2 separate regions of the Macaca mulatta genome follow, and region 1 is linked to region 2. Evidence: chromatin contacts called from public Hi-C data. All regions are on one chromosome and are shown on one strand. The core of a region is the stretch at or near the end of the contact, and the rest is flanking DNA. Distances in the headings are between cores, read along the strand shown.

Evidence for each region. Hi-C and Micro-C count contacts between places; a contact is called where the count stands out from the background.
Region 1: a contact with region 2 is called in a Hi-C map of fetal cortex germinal zone, with 3 times the contacts expected there. The contact joins the enhancer-like site here to the promoter of FZD8 in region 2. A contact is called at or near these places in 4 of 14 Hi-C or Micro-C datasets (fetal cortex germinal zone, fetal cortical plate, fibroblasts and 1 more).

Annotation. Positions count from the first base shown.
Region 1 is chr9:38,174,934-38,179,489 of T2T-MMU8v2.0, reverse strand. No RefSeq gene overlaps it. Among named protein-coding and RNA genes, the nearest start is that of FZD8, 1.1 Mb to the right of the region's middle. Within about 2 kb of position 1,754, at least 9 of the 40 cell types and tissues checked have an H3K27ac peak or open chromatin away from gene starts, as enhancers often do. A contact at or near this core is called in fetal cortex germinal zone and fetal cortical plate, where this site is marked.
Region 2 is chr9:37,044,992-37,049,706 of T2T-MMU8v2.0, reverse strand. It overlaps FZD8 (frizzled class receptor 8), which reads left to right and starts at 2,397. Exons shown (of 1, transcript XM_015146845.3): 1 at 2,397-4,715. The coding sequence starts at 3,256.

The DNA of each region.
Region 1 (4,556 bases), core at 505-3,004, 1.1 Mb before region 2:
TGCAACAGAAAATCTTCTGATAGAAAACCTAAGAAAAAGTCATTTAATAATATTTTGTCATATCATGTTCTCCTTACTCATTATGTTGTCGGTGAATCACATTTTACCTCCTATATATTTCACTATAGCAATTTCATTCTCTGGGATTATCAGGTATTTCCAATTATCAAGTCCACATCATTATGATTTTAGTCTTTTTTCTTCATGTTCCTCTGCAGCATTTTATAATATTGACCATTCTCTTGAAACTTTTTTCTGATGGCTTCTCTAATACTATAATGTTGTGGTTCCATTTTTCCTTCTTAGATCTCTTCATCTTTATTTATTGCAAAATGTTTACCTATGCCTAATAACCATAAGCATATAAGAAAATCACTGTAATTCAAAGGGAAATTAGAAATTTACTTTTAGAAAACGTTACGTTAAAGGTATGATCCCAATTAGCAAAAAAAAAGAACAAGGGAATAATGATAGTTATCATTTATTAGTACATATCACAAGATCATTTATAAGCATTTCTGCATTAGTTGCTTTTGACATATTATTTTACAACTTAAACGTCCACAACAACCATATAAGGATTATTGCACTATGCTTAGAGATGAAGACAATAGGCTTGGAAAATTTATACAACGTACGTGGCCAAGCTAAAACTGAAGCTATTCTGTCCCTTAGTTTTTCCACTGAAGCCCATTTCTATCAAGTATTCTCTAGGCCAGAAAGGGTGACACCCAATATATACGCCCCAATTCCTTCACCTTTGTGCACAAGGCCAGCCTTGCTATTCAAATATAGAACTACCCACTGAGCCAGAACATGACCTCAGATCCTTAGAGGCATAGTACTCAAGGCAGCTATTAGCAATTAATTAGAGTTGGCATTGGACGGGGCAGACCATTTACATTTCACACAGGTCTTCTTCATGTGTAAAATTTACTTCTTGTAATTTGCTAAAATGTTTCACCCCCCATAAATACTACCTGTTTATCACAGAATAAATCGACCCTCTTTTTTAAGAAAGGCCTGAAGACATTAATAAAAACATAACATACCTAACACGTATTGACACTTTTCTGTGTCAAACATCTCTTGTTCCTCCAACCACTCATACTATGACAAAATATATTAAATGACCGTGCAAATCTTATTGGTACGTATCTGTTAGCTTTGCTGTTGACGGCAGTGGCTCATCATGTTATCTCGTTCCAGGCACTCTTCTTTAAAGAAATTGAGTTAAAGACATTTGAATTGCCATTGAGTTGTAATTTGTTTTTAGAGCCTCATAAGGGAAAGAAAGAAGGGAGGGAAGGAGGAAGGAAGGAAGGGAGGGAAGGAGGGAAACCTCTTCTTTGGAAGTGGTTTATATAATGAATAAACAAATAAATAGCAAACCATCTTTTACTCGATTAATATTTGGTAAGCCCCTTTGAATGAACAAGCATCTTTCTAAAAGATAAGATATACAGCAAATAAATAAGCTTATTTTTAATGCAGAGTATAAAATACTTCTTAAAAAATCTTATGAGTTCCACTCTAATTGCATGTGCCCTCTTGGTGAGCTTTTTCACTTTGCTGCTGGTTCACATTTTCAATAAGTAATTTAAGGCAAATTTAGGAAAAATAACTAGGTGAGCTACTTGAAGAGCTGGTTTGTTTTCAGTTGTTTTGGATTGCGGTCTTCTGGGAAGAGCGTGTGTTACCTCATGGGGTAGCTCTGTTCTGTTTTATTCCACACGGTGTCACTCTGTCCCTACCAAGGACAAAATTATCTCCCAGTTTCTGAACTTTTACTGGATCTTAGGAAGAGAAGCATTTCTGAAGCACAGTAATAGGAAAACTAAAGTCAATTTTCACAGTAAGTTTGTTGAGTAATTTTTCCCAATTGCCTCTTTTTTCAAACTTCAAATCGAATAACACATTGTAACATAAACAGGATTGCATTATTTGTCATCAAATTAATAGAGTAAAAATGTAATTTTCCAAAATGCATTTACCACAAATTCACTACAAATATTCATACACCCATGTGTGCGTGCGCGCGCACACACACACACACACACACAATTATATATGATCACTAGAAACCAATAAAATATTTTTGTGAGTGAGAACTGGCAAAAATCTCAGAAGAAAAAAATTATTGTGGAGATATATACACTTGTATATGAGTCCAAAAAGGCAACCCTACAAATGGACTAATCCCTGTCTAGATCAGGGATTTTTAAATTGCAGTAAAAAGCAAAGATTCAGAGGTAACAAAATAGCAATCTTCAGACAGTCACTGGTCAATGAGGAAAGAAGAATTGCACTTATTCTTGACAGTGTGATTGGAAAACACAGGAGAGGCACAAAGTGGGAAACTCTTGAGAAGCACTGACTTCCTGTTACTGAAAGTGTTCAACTCTGGAAAATGTAGCTACTTAGTGATAATGTTGAAGGAGACCTTCAGGCAAACAATGGTTTGTTACCTCCCTAAAGTCCTTTCAGGATCTTTTTAACTTTGGGATTATATGCCCCAAAATATCTACATCACATCGGAGGAGACTGTTGCAGGGTCAGAAGCAGAATGGGAGAGGCATAAAAATATATAAAGTCCAACTTCTTAATATTTTACATAAAATTGTATGCAGCTCCTGGTAGAAAAATTCCAAATTTTATCTATCTATTAATATTATTTCTCTCCAGAAGTTTGTAAGCAATTCAAAAACAGTTGTAAAATCATTTCTTTTTACCACGGCACCTAGTCAAGGGCTAAGAACATGATGGTAATCTAACATGTAATTGTAGAAAGTAAATTATGAAATCAAATTAAGGCTCAAATCCCAGTAGTAAAATGCCACTTCAGAAAGTGATATGCAAAAGCATCTGAAATTCCAGGTAATATGAAATTTAGAATACAGAATAGATACTGATGTGATTGGGAGCAGGATTTATCTATTTCATTTGATTGACTGATTGAATGGTACAGTTGACTTATATTTTTAGTATAACTATAATAACCAGTGTGATATATAGTCTTCCAATTATCTTGTATTTATGTATGTGTTCATGTATGTCCTTGTTTAAGATTTTTTTACATATAAATAGGCCACATTATGAGTATTTTGCTGAACGTTTATTTTCATACCACTCATTTAACAGTCATTTACCAAATAAATAATCAATGAAGGTCCTCTACATGTCATGCTAATTGTGAGGTATAATGGTAAATGAGATACAAGTGAAGTAAATGGGAAAGAAGAAGACAATACTCCATGAGCTGGTGATATGGACTGCACAGAGATCTAGGGCAGCCTGTAGAAATGTTACCCAATCTTGCCTTTGGTTATTAAAAAAACCTTCTTGGAAGAGGTCATGCCTAAGTTGATATTACAAATAGAAGGCATTACCCAAGATAGAACAGGAAGAGGTAAATCCTTCCAGTTCTAGAGAGAGAACAGTATGTAAAAATACAAAATACAATTAGGAAGATGACAAGGCACTATTGAAAATGTGCAGAAAGGGTAACAAGAGAGATGGGGTAGGCCCTGATGTGCCTTCAGGCCCCTGGTAAGCGTTACCCTGAGGGATATGTAAAGCCACTGAATGGGCACACAGGTGACATCATCCAAATTTTGCCTTTTAGAAAGATTAATTTGACTGCAGTTGGGAGAATGGATTGGGGTTGGGCAAAACTGCAACCGGGGACACATTTAGGAGGCTGATGGAGTTCCAGACAAACGATAATGGCAGCTAAACTGAAGTAGGGGAAGAGAGGATGGCAAAAAGTGGACAAATACATGGTAAATTGGGAGAATAGGATATAAGAGAGAGGAGGGACATGTGAAACGGCTCTTACTGGAGAAGGATGAGATGGTGGGCCAGACATTGAACTGTGTAGCACATCTGACTTCGCTTTTCCTGATTCATCAGACTGCCCAAGGGTCATCATGGGGCCACCCTATGCACTGTTCTGGCTCGTCAGAGTCTAGGCTGAAAATGTTTTCAGACCATATCTTTTCCTTAAATGTTATAAAGAAAGGGGGGGTGGAAAAAGGAAGGGAAAGGGAAGGAGGGACTGAAACACTGAGAAAGGAGACAAAACGAAAAAGAAAAAAGACTAGAGAGAATTAATATAAAAAAGAAAATAAAATAATAACGTTCTGGTTTTTAATCTCAGGTATCCTATTTGAACACAAGCAAATTTCAATGAGTTGCTTGTAGTCTCCATATTTATTTTCCTCTTTTGTAATTTTAATTTCAGAGGGGCTTTACTAAATAATATGATAAATGTAAGGTACTAGCACAGAGTAGACAATGAATACATTGTAAAAGAAAGAGGAAAGAGGCTGGGCGCGGTGGCTCATGCCTGTAATCCCAGCACTTTGGGAGGCCGAGGCGGGTGGATCACAAGGTCAGGAGATCAAGACCGTCCTGGCTAACACGGTGAAACCCCATCTCTACTAAAAATACAAAAAATTAGCCAAGCGTGGTAGCCGGCGCCTGTAGTCCCAGCTACTCCGGAGGCTGAGGCAGGAGAATGTCATGAATCCAGAAGGTGGAGCTTGCAGTGAGTC
Region 2 (4,715 bases), core at 1,148-3,647:
CAGATCAGCACTGGAACCTCCCGCAATTACCTGCAGCTGATGCGCTCTGGAGACTCGCCCTCTGGAAACAAGGTGCCAACGGCAGAGATAGCGACTTTCTACATTCACCATACAAGTGGGAATTCAGATTTGCAGGAGGTGGGAAAGGAAAAAAAATTTGTAATCAAGTAAAGGTCTAGTCTGCATTTTTGAATAGCCCGTTTTCTGCTGAATCAGAAATATTTCTGAAGCCTTTGAATTCCTAATTCCTACGGACTTTAGTTTTTCCAAAACAAAAGTGGGAAGGAAGTGTTGCTTTTCAGTATAAAGAGGTTCAACTAGACCAAAACTAAAAAAAATAAAAAAATAGTGGGGTATAACTAAAGATTGGTGGATATGTCTAGAACACAGAACTTGCCAAAAACGGGGCGCTGGGGCAGGGTGCGGTCTGACAGTCTACTTGTAACATGTTTCATAATGAGGTTGCTAACTGAGCTACAGAAAGCAAGAGGAGAAAGACATAGATGCCATCAGCTCAAGCAATCTACAAATACTGCTGGTTATTTTTGTTTTATGACAAGAGTTGTTTCTGAACGGACAACCACCAACTACCACCACCACCAGCAGCGCCCCGAAAACCGGAACTGGCCTCAAATGTGCCTTTAATTGTTTTGCTCTGTCCCCACGCCCTCTGCAACTTTTGTTCTCCAACTGTACTTGTTCCGGTGTGAAACCTGGCAAATAGCAAAAATCTTGAAACAAGAACAGAGTGAGAGAACGGAGAGAAAAGGGAGGGAGGAAAGGAGAGAGAGAAGGGGAAGGGGAGAAGGGAGGAGGGAGAGAAAGAGGTGGGAGAGGGAGGGGGAGAGAGAGAGAGAGAAGAGGTGGGGAGAGAGAGAGGGAAGAAGACAGAAGAGAGGGAGGGAGGAAGAGGGAGACGGAGATGGGGAGAAGGGAGGAGGGAGGGAGGGAGGTGGTGGTGGGGGGGGAGAGAGAGAGAGAGAGAGAGAGAGAGAGAGAGAGAGAGAGAGAGAGAGAGAGAAACATATTCTACCACCCTCCTGGCTAACTGAAATGCTTGTTCCCGAGATTACAGTAATTACTGCCCCAGCATGAGTTCCATACAAGCGCTAAATGAAACAGCACATCAATTAAAAAATAAACACTCCATTCCAGGAGAAAGACAGCCCCCTGGGACGCCCTAACAAGCGTAAATGAACCTGCCAGGCCGCCGGCCCGGGCCGCCCGCAGCCCCCCTCCCGGTCGGTCTTAAGGTGGCTGCGGAGCCGGCGGGGACCGTGTTCGCTGGCGGTGGCCCAAGCGGCTGCTAAAAGCAGCCCGGGTCCGGCTCCGGCCTCGTGCAGAGCGCAGATACGTGTCCCGGAGTCCGCGCCAGAGCGCAGCGCCGCCTCCCACCAGAGAAAAGGAGGCTCTGGCAAAAGCCTGTGAACTTGGGATGGATGAATAGACGTCCTGAAAGAACCAAGCGAAGGCAGGGAATCCAGCCCCAGAGTTTCCAGTCTGTCCTATTTATAAGTTTCGGGGTTTGTTTTGATTTTTAAAAAGAAATAGAATGTTTTTTCCTAAGAAAGCACGGCGTCCCGGGGCTTTCTATATTTTATCTCACCTAATTATCAAAGCCCCCTTAGAGATCTGTGCTATGATCACCCAACTCTCGAGGTGGGGAAACTGAGGCTCCCCCGGGTCACGCAGCGGAGGCGGGAGAAAAGTCTCAGGCGGGCATTTGTCCCCCGCGCCCCTCGCGCGCCCAAGGCTGGGCTCCGGGGCATCTCACCTGGGCCGTCCTGGGTCCAGCTCCAGTTTAGAATGACTCCACTCCTCCCCCCCCAACCCCCACATCTCCAAGCCTCAGAAACCATCGTTCTGAGAACCCCAAGGAGGACACCCGTTCCCGGGTCTTCTGCAGCGCCAAGCCCCGGCAGACCGCCCCGGCAGACCGCCCCGGCAGGCCTCCCCTGCACTCGCCTGCTGCGGGACCTCCGCGCCGCCCGGAGGAGTGCGAGACCCCCGCCGCCCGCAGATCACCCGCATTCGCGGAGGGTGGCAGCAGGGGCCTGGCTGGTTTGAAACGCGGCGAAGAGGCGTGCGCTACACCAAACCCCGTCCCTGTCCCCAAGGGCAGACTCGGGGAAAGGGCACCAAGACCTCAGACGCACTCAGCGCCATGGGGACAGCCGTGGCCAACACTCTGTCTCTGCGGCCAATCCCAAGGTTACCAAAACTCTCCATCCGCAGAGAACGCGCACAGCGGTGCGGACACTCGGGGACTGCCTTAAGGAAGGCTGAGCCCTGGGAGCGCGTGGACTCCGCCCCGCCGCCCGGCGATTGGCTCGCGGGGCTGGGGGCGGAGACCGAGTCCGCGCTGTATAAATATTCATGAGCCGGCCGCGCGGCTTGAGCGGGGCTGGAGCCGGGAAGTTGGGCGAAGGGCGCTGCTCCCGCCGAGGAGGAGGAGGAGGCGGCGGCGGCGGCTGGGCGCGGGCCGCGCCACTCAGGTGTCCGCTCCGCCTTCCGGTCTGGATTTGCTCCTGGGTGTCCAGCAGGAAGGAGACTGCGTGCGCCTCGCCCGACTGCGGACGGAGCGCGGCGCTGACTTTTCCTGGTGGCGGGGGTCCGTCTGTCCAGGGGGCTGACGGACGAAGGACGGACGCCGGAGAAAGAGGGCGGCGGCCTGGGCCGAGGCGGGTCCCCAACTCCGGCGGCGGCGGTGGCGCGGCCTTGGGGGCGGGCATGAGCCCCCGGGGGCTAAGCGGTGGCCTCCAGGGCTGACCCGGCGCGGCGAACGGCCGGGCCCAGCCATCTTGACTGCGCACCGCGGCCCGAGAGGAAACTTGCAGCGCCGCCGCCCTCTGTGCCCGGCGGAGTCACCGCCGCCCAGCGCGGCGGGGAGAAGTGGTCGGGCGCGCGGAGAGGAGGCGAGCGAGCGCGGGACGATGAGCCGAAGCCCGGACGCTCTGCGCCGCGAGGGCTGAGCGCGACCTGGGGCGAGCAGAGAGGACCTTCGGACTGTGGCGCGCGCCTGCGACCGCCTTCAAATCCCAGGAGCGGCGGAAAGGAGTGCGGAAGGGCCCTGCCGAGGCTGCGACGCGCCCCTACGAGGGGCTAGATTATCAGCAGACTCCTCTCCCGGGCGAGGCATAAGGGAGATCCCAGATCACCGGCTTTCCCCGTCTCCGGCTCTCTCGTGCCCCCTCCCCTCCGGCACCCTTCTGAGCGCCGCCTGGAGGGCGAGGGCACCGGGCCGAGGCGCACAGCATGGAGTGGGGTTACCTGTTGGAAGTGACCTCGCTGCTGGCCGCCTTAGCGCTGCTGCAGCGCTCTAGCGGCGCGGCGGCCGCCTCGGCCAAGGAGCTGGCGTGCCAAGAGATCACCGTGCCGCTGTGTAAGGGCATCGGCTACAACTACACCTACATGCCCAACCAGTTCAACCACGACACGCAGGACGAGGCGGGCCTGGAGGTGCACCAGTTCTGGCCGCTGGTGGAGATCCAGTGCTCGCCCGACCTCAAGTTCTTCCTGTGCAGCATGTACACGCCCATCTGCCTGGAGGACTACAAGAAGCCGCTGCCGCCCTGCCGCTCGGTGTGCGAGCGCGCCAAGGCCGGCTGCGCGCCGCTCATGCGTCAGTACGGCTTCGCCTGGCCCGACCGCATGCGCTGCGACCGGCTGCCCGAACAGGGCAACCCTGACACGCTGTGCATGGACTACAACCGCACCGACCTCACCACCGCCGCGCCCAGCCCCCCGCGCCGCCTGCCGCCGCCGCCGCCCGGCGAGCAGCCGCCCTCGGGCAGCGGCCACGGCCGCCCGCCGGGGGCCAGGCCCCCGCACCGCGGCGGCGGCAGGGGCGGTGGCGGCGGGGACGCGGCGGCGCCCCCAGCTCGCGGTGGCGGCGGTGGCGGGAAGGCGCGGCCCCCTGGCGGCGGCGCGGCTCCCTGCGAGCCCGGGTGCCAATGCCGCGCGCCCATGGTGAGCGTGTCCAGCGAGCGCCACCCGCTCTACAACCGCGTCAAGACAGGCCAGATCGCCAACTGCGCGCTGCCCTGCCACAACCCCTTCTTCAGCCAGGACGAGCGCGCCTTCACGGTCTTCTGGATCGGCCTGTGGTCGGTGCTCTGCTTCGTGTCCACCTTCGCCACCGTCTCCACCTTCCTCATTGACATGGAGCGCTTCAAGTACCCAGAGCGGCCCATCATCTTTCTCTCGGCCTGCTACCTCTTCGTGTCAGTGGGCTACCTAGTGCGCCTGGTGGCGGGCCACGAGAAGGTGGCGTGCAGCGGCGGCGCGCCGGGCGCGGGGGGCGCGGGGGGCGCGGGCGGCGCGGCGGCGGGCGCGGGCGCGGCGGGCGCGGGCGCGGGCGGCCCGGGCGGGCGCGGCGAGTACGAGGAGCTGGGCGCGGTGGAGCAGCACGTGCGCTATGAGACCACCGGCCCCGCGCTGTGCACCGTGGTCTTCTTGCTAGTCTACTTCTTCGGCATGGCCAGTTCCATCTGGTGGGTGATCTTGTCGCTCACGTGGTTTCTGGCGGCCGGCATGAAGTGGGGCAACGAAGCCATCGCCGGCTACTCGCAGTACTTTCACCTGGCCGCATGGCTCGTGCCCAGCGTTAAGTCCATAGCGGTGCTGGCGCTCAGCTCGGTGGACGGCGACCCAGTGGCGGGCATCTGCTACGTGGGCAACCAGAGCCTGGACAATCTGCGCGGCTTCGTGCTGGC